3 separate regions of the Sus scrofa genome follow, and all the other regions are linked to region 3. A link is a contact called in public Hi-C and HiChIP or PLAC-seq data. All regions are on one chromosome and are shown on one strand. The core of a region is the stretch at or near the end of the contact, and the rest is flanking DNA. Distances in the headings are between cores, read along the strand shown.

Evidence for each region. Hi-C and Micro-C count contacts between places; a contact is called where the count stands out from the background. HiChIP or PLAC-seq counts read pairs in DNA pulled down with a chosen protein or histone mark.
Region 1: a contact with region 3 is called in a Hi-C map of adipose tissue, with 3 times the contacts expected there. The contact joins the enhancer-like site here to the promoter of KCTD7 in region 3. A contact is called at or near these places in 1 of 5 promoter capture datasets (liver), 26 of 47 Hi-C or Micro-C datasets (adipocytes, adipose tissue, alveolar macrophages and 15 more) and 2 of 2 datasets of contacts at active chromatin or transcription factors (alveolar macrophages and skeletal muscle).
Region 2: an H3K27ac HiChIP or PLAC-seq map of alveolar macrophages shows a contact between it and region 3. The contact joins the promoter of CRCP here to the promoter of KCTD7 in region 3. A contact is called at or near these places in 3 of 47 Hi-C or Micro-C datasets (embryonic fibroblasts, liver and omental adipose tissue) and 2 of 2 datasets of contacts at active chromatin or transcription factors (alveolar macrophages and skeletal muscle).

The regions. Positions count from the first base shown.
Region 1 is chr3:16,589,456-16,593,461 of Sscrofa11.1, reverse strand. CRCP (DNA-directed RNA polymerase III subunit RPC9) reads left to right here. Exons shown (of 7, transcript XR_002342338.1): 5 at 1,663-1,720. It also overlaps the pseudogene LOC106509670. Among named protein-coding and RNA genes, the nearest start is that of CRCP, 30 kb to the left of the region's middle. Within about 2 kb of position 1,736, at least 9 of the 83 cell types and tissues checked have an H3K27ac peak or open chromatin away from gene starts, as enhancers often do. A contact at or near this core is called in adipose tissue and skeletal muscle, where this site is marked.
Region 2 is chr3:16,619,683-16,623,670 of Sscrofa11.1, reverse strand. It overlaps CRCP (DNA-directed RNA polymerase III subunit RPC9), which reads left to right and starts at 1,754. Exons shown (of 7, transcript XR_002342338.1): 1 at 1,754-1,887.
Region 3 is chr3:16,391,864-16,395,574 of Sscrofa11.1, reverse strand. KCTD7 (BTB/POZ domain-containing protein KCTD7) reads left to right here and starts at 1,714. Exons shown (of 4, transcript XM_003354517.4): 1 at 1,714-2,092. The coding sequence starts at 1,949.

The sequences.
Region 1 (4,006 bases), core at 487-2,986, 200 kb before region 3:
TTCCACCCCAGCAAGGTGTTCAGTCCTTTCCTTGGTTGCTCTTCTGTGTCTACAAAGTAACATGCAGCCTCTCGGGAGTCATGGCCCTTAGTGGTGGTGTTCCATGTGACTCATTCAACCTTGTGTTCCACAGCCTTTCTAGCAGCCATTTCCTAAAACTCCATGAATTTTTAGTTCTTCTGGGAGTTTACTTGTGCTGTTTGTGCCCTGACTGCCCATTTCTCTCATCCTTTTCCCCTAGAAAATCCTTAAAGGGCCCAGTGCAAGAGGGCCCTTTATGATGCCTTCCTCTTTTAGCCTAGAGTAAATGTTTGGGGGATTATGAGGAGTTGAACTTAACTACAGCTGCCTTAGTAGTGACTGCTGTTTGTGGAGAAATGACAGGGTCAGTCGTCACTGTGCACACTGTGAATACGAGAAGCATGTGGCTGGAGGATTCGAGCTTTGATGGCAAGCGTCCCAGCGCCGCCATTTACTAGCTGTGTAGCCTTGGGCACATTATTTATTTACCACCTCAGCATCAAGTCTGAGGTAAGTGTGCCTGCCATATGAAAAGTAAGTAACAAGTGGTAGCTGCCACCACTATAAATGGCAAGATTTTCATCCTTCATAACCTCCTTGTAAGATAGCTAAGTCATTCGTGTTTGGCAGGTGATGAAACCAAGGCTTAGGGAGACGTGGGGACCTGGCACTGCTTCCCTGGACCTGGCGATGGGAATGGTGGTTTATTCTTCTCTTTATTCCAGAATATGTTTAAGCTCACTAAATATTGAATTGATTTGAAAGGTGAATTATCACCTGCTCAGGGGTGAGTCTTTCTTTCAAGTCCTGTCGTCTTTGAGAATCCACACATCTCAACCTCCCTTTCAGCAGTGAGCTGTATATTGTCTTGTGACGGACAATAATTAGTATCTTCAACTGTTACTTAAATCTTTTGGGGAGTTCCCTTCATGGCTCAGTGGTTAATGAACCCGACTAGAATCCATGAGGATGTGGGTTCTATCCCTGGCCTGGCTCAGGGTTAAGGATTCAGCATTGCCCAGCTTAGGAACTTCCAATATACCACAGGTGCAGTCCTAAAGAGCAAAAAAAAAAAAAAATTTTTGTTAAAGTTTGCTTGTATTTGTCTTCTTTCCCCAACTGGATTGTAAACTCCTTGAGGACATAAGACTTTGTCTTATACTACTGTGTATTAACTCCCATCCCCTTAAGAGTCTTTGTTTTTGTTTAGTAAGATAACAGGTCAGGTCAAATCTGAGTAACATTTAATCTTAATCTCAAGAAAGAATTCTAAGCGATGACCAACCAAGATTATTTTGTTTATCTTTACTTTCTATTATTTGGATTAAGAAAGCATTATTTTATTTATTTCCAAATAAAATTTATTAAAAAACCCTGTGCTTTCTGCTGCATTTCTTACAGTCCAAGCCTCTGTATCCTTAGCCTCTGTGCCAGTACACATTTGTGTCCTTGAGTAAGAGTCACTGACATAGGACTCTCCTGCTCCCATTCTTTCATTTTACGACTGAAGAAACTGAGGGCCACCTTCCAAGTTGTTCTTCCATGTGTTATCTGACCAAGTGTTCTCTAAATGGCTTGGTCAGGACTTGAGATCCTTAGGGGTATGAGAGTTTTAAATGCTCTGTGCTTTTCTTTTGACAGAGCTGAAAAGCTTCAGCTGCTGAATCACAGACCTATGACTGCTGTTGAGATCCAGCTGGTACGTGAAGGAGGCTTGAACTTGGGCGGGCTGGTTTCTGGGTCTCAGAGGGAGAAAGGGTCATAAGGGCTGAGCACAGAGCAGCCAGGAACAGCCATTACTTGAAAAGACTGCCAGACCTCCCGTTTTATAAGTGAAAGGAGACCTCACCAGTTTGATCCTAGTTAGTATGGACTTGGGGACAGGATGAGACTGGAGAAAATGGAATTCTTTTTGTAGAGTTTGGGGCTCTGACTTGGCAGCTCTTTGTCTCCCCAGTGTCCTAGGCCATTCCGTAGGAGTTCTTTATTGCCAGCCAGATGCTGCATGAAAACATTAGATTCAGCGTGACTCTGGTGGAGTTCTCTCCCCCACTCCCACCCTCCAACCCTTCCCATATCTTCTCTTGGTTAATGGAGCAGATGCGTACTTCCCCACATGCTCACCCTCTGGACCCAGTCTCCCAAGCTTGGGTCCCAGAGTTCAGTCCCTTCCTGTTCTCTCCCAGTGGGTCAATCCCAGGTTCTGCTGCTTCTGTTTCCTCTTGCCGTCTCTTTCTCCCTCCTGCATTGCATTGATTTCTGTCACCATTTCTCAGCTCGGCCCTTGGAGTTGTCCTCTCGCTGTCCTCCCTGCCTCCAGTCCAGCCCCCTCCTGTCCATCTTCTACGCCACAATCATAGTTTACTTTCTAAAACTGTACATTTGATGGTCTTGTTTCCCTGCATAAAACCATTCAGTGGAACCTCAGCACTTGCAAGGTCTAAACTGCAATCATAGCGTAAGGCTTTAGAACTGGGGAAGCCAGCATAGAAGGCAAAGATTGTATACGGAGAAAGTGAAAACGGGAACCGGCAGCACACACCAAGTGGTTGCTGTATTGGCATCTGCTGCCTGTGGCATTTTCATTGGTAAGCTACAAATATTAGGCAGGCCTTCCAACTACCAGTAAAAAACTTTGGCTGGAGAATTAAGATGGAGAATAAAGCAGTCTCCAAAGTCAGTTTTAGAAGTATTTAGCTTTGTCAAATTTCCTTCAGAAAAATGTGGAAGAAAATGGCCAAAAATACTCCTGATATTTAGAATTGCTAAAAAAAAAAAAAAAAGAAAGAAAGAAACCCCAAACCCTTAGAATTCCCATGTGGTTCAGCAGATTAAGTATCTGGCATTGTCACCACAGCGGCTCAGGTCGCTGCTGTGGCACAAGTTCATTCCCTGGCTCAGGAACTTCCACGTGCCATAGGTACAGCCAAAAACCAAAAACAACCTTTTTTGAAAGGGTTGTGTGGTATTTAATTTTTGACTAAAGCTTGTCTTCTCGTTGTTTCTGCTCTTCAAAATGCACCTAAAATTAAATTAGAAAAATTCCTTCCATAAAGGGTGCCTTCTGGGGGAACAGCCCTTTAGGCTAAATAGAGGTCGTTTTTTTTTTTATACCCTCATTATTCTGATGCTTTCAACTGTGTTGGAGATTGAGCTTAGAAAAGAGGAAAAAAAAAAAAACAAACAAAACAGCAAGAAACTAATCCCTGTCCCTCTGGGTTAAAGATCACATGTCGTGTCTCCTCCACCTTTAATCAGCAACATATGTTATGCGTGGCTTAATGACAGATGGAGAGAAGAGATGGGGAGGATTAGTGTCCCAGAGCCTGTAGAAAGCCTTCATTACTTGGTAAGATTAGCTGCTATTATGACTGCCTGCTGTGTGCCAGACTTGGTGCCAGGGGCTTTGTGTATGTCACCTGTGATGCCCTCGCCGTAATCTTGGCTAGCGAGTGGCCGAGTGGGTCTGATTCAGAAGCCTTGCTCTGTTTCTCCAGGCCGTGTGTTTTTGGCATGGCATCCCCTCAGACTCTGTACGCGCTTCTCCTTTCACAGGTAGGTAGGTGGGCCTTCAGAAAAACCACGTGTGTTGTTGTCCAGCAGTGGGACCATTTGGGGCCAGATTTTTTTTCCCAGCCTGGGATTTGGCTGCGAAGGGTAGCAAAGCATTTACCAAGGTTTGTGTGTCTCTTCTCATCAGAAAGGGATAAGAAATGAGGTTTTCGCTAGAGTAGAAAGCGCAGAGGACGTGAGAATTCATTCCCCTGCGTTAACCCGACAGCCATTATTCTCCCTGGATCCAAAAGTCATCCCAACATAGCAGTTGTCAGGGTTCAGTTCAGGAGGCTGAAGCTTCTCTCTCTCAGTTATGCCTCGGCTGTGGCCCGTTGTGGTCCTCACATCCACGGCTGGCTGCCGGCTGTGCGTGAGGAAGCTACCCAGCTGTGGGAGTGGCACCATGCCCTGCCACGCGTTCACTTGGGAC
Region 2 (3,988 bases), core at 505-3,004, 230 kb before region 3:
CCTAAAAAGACAAAAGACCAAAAAAAATTAATTAATAAAAATAAAAAAATATTTTCGTAGTTTAAAAATAACACATAAACTGAAAAAAAATTAAAATTCTGAATGTGTAAATTCCCCTCACTTCTCTTCCAAAGCAATCCCCATAGGCAAATATCCATTAAAAATATTTTAACAGCTTTATTGATATTTAAATCATCAGATACCATACAATTCACCCATTCAAAGTGTACAATTCAAAAAACAAGCCTGCCTCAGTCTCTTCAGTAGTAAAATTTGAGTGACAAAGGAATCTACCTCATAGAGTAACATGGTTGTACTGTCACAGTAACTAATATTCGTCGAGCATTTACTATGTAGATACATAACGGACCTATGATTTATAGATTAGTGAATTGAGGTTAGGAGAGGTTAAGTAATCTCCCAAGGTCAAACAACCCCTAATAAACTGATGGAGATAAACAGAATCAGAGGCTGCCTGCAAAGCCTGCATTGTCAACTGTTAATATCAGGGAATAACAAAACGCTTATCAAGGAGACAGTGTTTAGTAAATGATAACTGATATAATTATAAAAAAGTGGAAAAATTAGCAATTGATTCATCACCTAAAGACACCAGCCATTTTTAATTTTTGGCATATTTCCTTCCAAATACTTCAAACATACTAAAAATTCAGAAGAAAATAGACATCAGCCTTCCACTTTTTTTTTTCCTTTTTGTCTTTTTAGGGCTGTGTCTGCAGCATTTGAGGTTCCCAGGCTAGGGGGTCGAATAGGAGCTGTAACATCCTGCCTACGCCAGAGCCGTGTCTGTGACCTACACCACAGCTCATGGCAACACTGGATCCTTAACCCACTGAGTGAGGCCAGGGATAGAGCCTGAGTCCTCATAGATGCTAGTCGGGTTTGTTAACTGCTGAGCCACAACAGGAACTCTTTTTTTTTTTTTTTTTTTTTAAGACACAAAATTTCATAGATTAGGTGGCTGTATCACCCTTACCCTGAGGTCTTTTTTCCCCTATGCATTATTTTTCTTTAGATTATTAGAGTCACAACACATCATTTTCCATCTTAAAAAAAAAATCTGTCTTGAGCATTTCCCCAGCATATCAAATATGCTACAAGATTACTTGGGCCACATATATCGTACTGCATACTGTATGGCTGAAACACGATTTATCAATTTTCCATTGTTGGGTATGTAGGCTATCTCCCAGCAAAATTATCATTACACGTTGATCTTTCGTCAAGCATCTGATGATTCCATTTGGGCAAATTCTTAGAAAGGCCAGATCAGAGACTGTCAAGAAGTCTCTTCATAATTTTCTGACAAATAGTGAAGAATGGGAACAGGGAGAAGGGAGTCTGAGATTTTTTTTCACCTTTTAGAACGTTTTATTCCATTATAACACACATACAGAAATGTGCACATAAGCTACAGCCCACCGAATTTTCAGAAGCACCACCTACTCGGCGTCCAGATCCTGAAAGAGAGCATGTCCAGCAGCCCAAGGCCACCTCGCCCCTTGCCATCGCTACTATCCAAGGGGTGGGATTTTAACGCTGCAAATGCCTACGAATCCGATTACATCTTTGGATTAATACTTGGATATACCCTAGACCACGAAAACGTGAGCTAAATCCGTCTGCAAACGTTTGACAGCCTGAGGTCGGACCAAGAGCGCAGAGACGGGTCGGGAAGACGAGCCAGCAACGCCCCCGGCCCCACGGGGGTCCTCCAGGATCCCGGCATGCAGCGCGGCGATCCCGGCGTGCACCGCGGTCCGCGGAGTCGGTTTCCGGGCGCTTTGCTCGGGCGGCGAGAGCAGCGGATGGGCGGTGAGGGTCTGTGTCCGGCCGAAGGCGACGAGGCGGGGACGACATGGAAGTGTAAGCCGCCCGGGGCGCGTCGTCGGCTCAAGGGCGACGCTCAGAGCTGGGGACGGCTAATTCCTGGGAGCCGGGAGATGTGGGCCGGGGGCGATTCCTCGTCCGGGCGGGCGGGGAGGGCGGCGGGCCAGGAGGCTAGGAAGGGACTCTCCCTCCGGCCTTCTGAACCTTCGCCCCCTCTCCCACCGCGTGCTCAGGACGTGGGGCGAGGGCCACTTGGCCCGGCTGCCTTTAGGGGTGCCAGGTGTCTGTTCCCTCCCTCACGCACTCAACAGCGTCGCCAGGTCGCGGTGGGGAGCTGGGTATGAGAGCAGGGACTTATTAAACCCTGGGTCCGGCCTGGAAGTACCTGGAGGAGAGGTGGGGAAATGCTGGAGTAGAGTTTTGCTTAGGAGCAGTGGGCTTCTGGGGAGCCCGGATTCAGAGGAGGTGCTCTGCAAAGTAGTTAAGAAGCAGGTAGCCGTGTGGGGTTGGGGTGGGGGGCTAGGAGTAGAAGCCATTCTAACAATTGTAACTCCACATCGGCTTTTCCATGTTTGCTCCTTGTACTGCGTGCAGAGGGAAGTTTTTGCAGCTACTTTGTATGTGGATTTTTATACCTATGTTGCGTTCTCTTTGGCAACATGTTTATGTTTTGTTTGCTCTTTAGGGCCACAGGTGTGGCTTATGGAAGTTATCAGGCTAGAGACCAGGGATCAAACCCACATCCTCATGGATACTTCTCGTGTTCATTGCAGCTGAGCTAGGACAGGAACTCTGATTGTTTAATCCTGACATTTTCCTTTATGTTCTTTTACTTCATGTTTCACGTTTATATGTACTGTTTTGCAGACTTAAACACACACACACACACGCAGTTGGAGTTCCCGTCGTGGCGCTCGTTAAAGAATCCGACTAGGAACCATAAGATTGCGGGTTCGATCCCTGGCCTTGCTCAGTGGGTTAAGTATCCGGCATTGCCGTGAGCTGTGGTGTACGTTGCAGACGCGGCTCAGATCCCTCATTGCTGTGGCTCTGGCATAGGCCGGTGGCTACAGCTCCGATTCAACCTCTAGCCTGGGAACCTCCATGTGCAGTGAGAGCAGCCCAAGAAATGCCAAAAAGACAAAAAAAACCCAAAAAAACCCAAAAAACCACAATACGTATATGTATCTGAAGTGAAAGCTTCCTGAGACAGTGTTGTATACAGTAACTCTAGTAGTCTCTTCTATTAAAATAGAATGTTGACTCCTTAAATTGATTTTGCCATCCTCTATCTTAGGTTTGTTTATGCTGAGCCACCATGGGAACTCCACTTTCTATTCATTGATTTTTTTTTTTTTTTTTTTTTTATGGCCGAGGAAGTTGATGTTGTGGCTCAGTGGTTAATGAATCCGACTAGGAACCTTGAGGTTATGGGTTCAATCCCTGGCCTAACTCAGTGGGTTAGGGATCCGGTGTTGCCATGAACTGTGGTGTAGGTGGCAGACTTGGCTCCGATCCTGAGTTGCTGGGACTCTGGCCTAGGCTGGTGGCTACATCTCTGATTAGACCCCTAGCCTGGGAACCTCCACATGCTGTGGGTGCAGCCCTAGAAAAGACAAAAACACAGAAAAATTTTTATGGCTTCATGTCATTTGTAAGTTCCTGCCCCAGGAATTGAACCCAAGCCATAGCTGTGACCTGTGCCACAGCTGCAGCAACACTGAATCCTTTATTTTATTTAATTTATTTTATTACTTTTTTGTCTTTTCTAGGGCTGCTTCCCACGGCATGTGGAGGTTCCCAGGCTAGGGGTCTAATCGGAGCTGTAGCCGCTGGCCTACACCACAGCCACAGCAACACAGGATCTGAGCCTCATCTGCAACCTACACCACAGCTCACGGCAATGCTGGATCCTTAACCCACTAAGCAAGGCCAGGGATCGAACCCACAACCTCATGGTTCCTAGTCGGATTCGTTAACCACTGAGCCACGATGGGAACTCCAATGCTGCTGGATCCTTTAACCCGCTGCTCTTGGCCAGAGATTGAACCTTCACCTCTGTGGAAACCCAAGCTACTGCAGTTGAATACTTAACCCACTGTAGCACAGTGGGAACTCCTTCTGTTCATTCTTTTAT
Region 3 (3,711 bases), core at 465-2,964:
TTCACTGCGGGGTGGGAATCGCTGCTGCCAGCCAAGTGCCCTGCTTTCCCAGAAAGCCTGCTGCAACCCCTTCCTGCTCTCTCAGCAAGTCTTCATTGCAGGCTGCTGCCCTTGGACTTCCCGCCCCCTTAATACACACCATATAAACAGAACCAACTGGGCAACTATATTCCTGAAGGAAATCCTCAGCCAAAATGGAAGATGAAAACTCCAACACATTCAGTAATGTAACACTGATTGTACCTGGATTTCCCTACCTCTTGAGCCTCTGGGGCTCCCGTTCCATTCTCTTTGGACAGCCTCGATTTAAACTGTCATCCTGATAAGCCCTTAGTTCTCTAGTTTCCTCATATGAATTTTTAAAGGAGGAGAGTCCCCCTGGCAGAGTGGACAAATGGAAGAGAACTGGTCCAGGTAACTCCTTATTGCATTACTTAATGGACCAATCCAGGAGCTGTTCAGACTTCCTGTTATAGAAGATAATCAAATTTTCCTATGATATAATCCACCTTTGATTGCAGTTTCTATTACAGCTGGAATCCTAATGATTCTAAGGATGGAAAGAAGAAACTTTGTTATGGATGTTGAGAAAGGCTGGAGCAGGTAGTTACAGATAAGAGATGGCCTCAGGCAGCCTTCTTTAGAGCAGCCCTACTCAAAACGTGGTTCAAGGACCTGCAGCACCCAGGGTTACCTGGGGAGTTCGTTAGGAATGCAAGTTCAAGGGCTTCACCCCAGATGGACCAAGTCAGATTCTCTGGAGTCGGACTGGGAATCTGCATTTTAGCAAGTTCCCCCCCCAGTGATTTTGATGCAACCAAGTTTGGAGAAAACACTCATGGAGGACACTCCTACAGTGGTTTTAATCCTCTAGGTCTCAGCTTCCTTTTCTGTCACAATGTGAGATGCAAATGAAGAACTGGGTGTAAAAATGGTTTGAAAGGGCTCAAACCTTGATTCCTAGGAGAGTCCCTGAGCTGATCCAACTATACCAGGGGTCACAGCATCCAAGGCTGTTGATAGACGTTGGATCAGGCTGGACTCTGCCTCAGCAGCCTGGGAGCGTCTCAAGAGAGGGCCTGTTTCCGTCTGTGTCTCCAGGTGCCAGTGGAAGAACTGACACATTGAGGGTGAGAGTCACTGTCATTCTCAATTGCCTCTAACTTGAGTTTTCTTTTTGGGTCAATCAGGAAAGACTGGAAACTCAGGTTTTGCCCTTGTGGCTAGAGAAGGGCCAGTCCCTGTTGCAGCGCTACCCTTCCTCTCCTACAACCTCAGTGACCTAAGTCGTGCCTCCTCCGTATCCTCCGGGAAGGGATGCCTAGGCTCTCCATTGCGGCGACCTGGTCCTCCCGGATTTGCCTGGCCTTTGACGCCCAAGGATGCACATCACGCGCTGCCCTGGAGACGTAGGAACGACTAAGTCGTGAGCCCTCTCTCCTCGCAAGTTTCTAGGTGTCGACCCCGATGCAGGAGCCACCCTCGGACCCAAGAAGGCCCGGCTTAGAGACGGTGGCCGCGTGCGCGCGCCCCACGCGCCGAGCGAGTGTTCGCGGGTGGGGAGGGCGCGCCCACTGTCCAGAGGGCCAATCAGAACGGGGCAGGCCAGCCAGCCCGGCTCCCAGTGGCCATTCAGGCACGGAGCGAAAGCTCTACTTGCTCTGAGATTGGGCGAGCTTCACGCCAATCAGGGGCGGAACTAGCGGCAGCTCGGCCAATAGTGGGAGGTGGCCGGGTCAGGCCGGTGGCCCTGCGGTCCGCCGGGTGGTCAGCGAGCCCGTTGGCGCTGAGGGAGCGGCCGCCCTCCAGCCCCACCGCGCTGAGCTCTCAGCCCCTCCGGCCCCGCCCACCGGCGCGCCGCGTCATGCCAGGCGCTGCTGGGTGCTAGTGCCTGGGCCACCACCCTCCCGCCCGCCCGAAGCCGCGCCCACTGCCCAGAGCCAGAGGGATGGTGGTAGTCACGGGGCGGGAGCCAGACAACCGTCGTCCGGACGGTGCCATGTCCAGCTCCGACGCCGAAGACGACTTTCTGGAGCCGGCCACCCCTACGGCCACGCAGGCTGGGCACGCACTGCCCCTGCTCCCGCAGGAGGTACCTGGAGGGGGTGGGGGCGCGAGAAGGGGTGCAGAGACAGGAGCCGGTGCCAGACAGAGCTGACCTTGGGATGTGAACAGCGCTGAGGCTGGGGAGGGGGTCAGGCCGAGGGCGGTGCCAGAAGCTGTGCTCCCCTGCCCATCCCACTCCCACCACCCACCGATCCCCCCCTCCCCACGCACCCTCTGTAAAACACGCCAGGTGTGTCTTCCTTGCTCTAGGCAGCACCTGGCCCTCCCATCCCCCTCCTTCCAGGATTCACTCCTTGCAAGCTTGGTACTCCCATCCCTATGGCCCACCCTTACCAACTGGAGGAGGGAAGGAAGGCCATGGGAAGGAGCCCTTGGAACCCCAAGGGATGATAGTGTCTTCCAGAGAATCCAAGAAGAGGCCTTAGTCATTGCCCAAAGCCAGTCTCCAGCTGCCCAGAGAGTGGGCTAAGGGGCAGTGTGCAGATAAGAAGCAGGCCAGTTCATAGCTGTGGCCACACTCACCTGACAACTCCATGGCTTCCCCTCCTAGCTGCTGTGCTGTGATGCATGGTGGCTTCCACTGGTCTTAATGCATGTGACATGATCATATGAACACCTGAAATGACCCTCAAGAGACGAGAAAAGAGGAGGGAAGGTGGGGCCCTGCTGGGCACTGAAGACAGAGACTGGGAGGTAGGGGTTAAGGTAGTGCCAGACATGGGAGCATGTGACGTGGGGAGTCCTGGGCAGATGGCCTGAGCCCCAGAGGGGCTGGGTGGGGCTGGGTGAGGCTCTTGGAAAACTGTAGTGTCCTCTTGGGGTTAGATACTCAAAGCATCATGGGACACTTGTGAAAATGGGCAAAACTCCAGAAGGACTGTTTGTAATTGAAAAAAAAAAAAAAAAGCCATTGGGGACACAGGGTCCAATGTTTCTGTGCATTGTCATTGGTGAAACAGTGTGATTTAAGGGAAGAAAGCTCAGGACCCAGAGACTATAGGCCACACTCCAGTGCTCGCTCTTTTACAGAGTTCATTGCTCCATGTGAGTAATAGAAGTATTATTACCCCCCCAATAATATTTGAGTCCTTGGTATGCACACAGAATAGTCTTGGAGGAGCTAGCTATAGAATAAGCAGAAGGCATTTCCAGTCCTCTGGGTGTGGAAGAGTAACGGTACCTACATTCAGAGAACTGTAAACGCCTGTCTGTTTCATTCATTCATTCACTGATCTAGTGCAAACTGGGGGGTTTTACTGTGAGCCAGGCACTGATCGAGGCCCCGGGGTAACTTTGATGTAGCGTTATTTTTATCCTTCTTTATTTCACAAAGGATTTGAAAGTTAGGAAGAAGGACTGTCTAGACAAATACACAGAGACTTTCATGGAGCCTGGGAGTTGTTGTACTATTGAAAAGTATGCACTGGGATAACATTGTAGTTAATGTGGAGGAGTTTTGGGGGGAAAATTAGAGAGAACCGGCCTCATTTCTTTCAAAACCACAAGCAGTGAAAGAAATTTTAAAAACTAAAAAAAAGTCCTGAGCCTTTTAGGGAGAACGGAGAGCTTCTCCGGGCAAATGCATACCATCGCTCCCTGCCCTTCACCCTCCCCTTGCCTCCTGACCCTTGGCTGGGCTGGGGA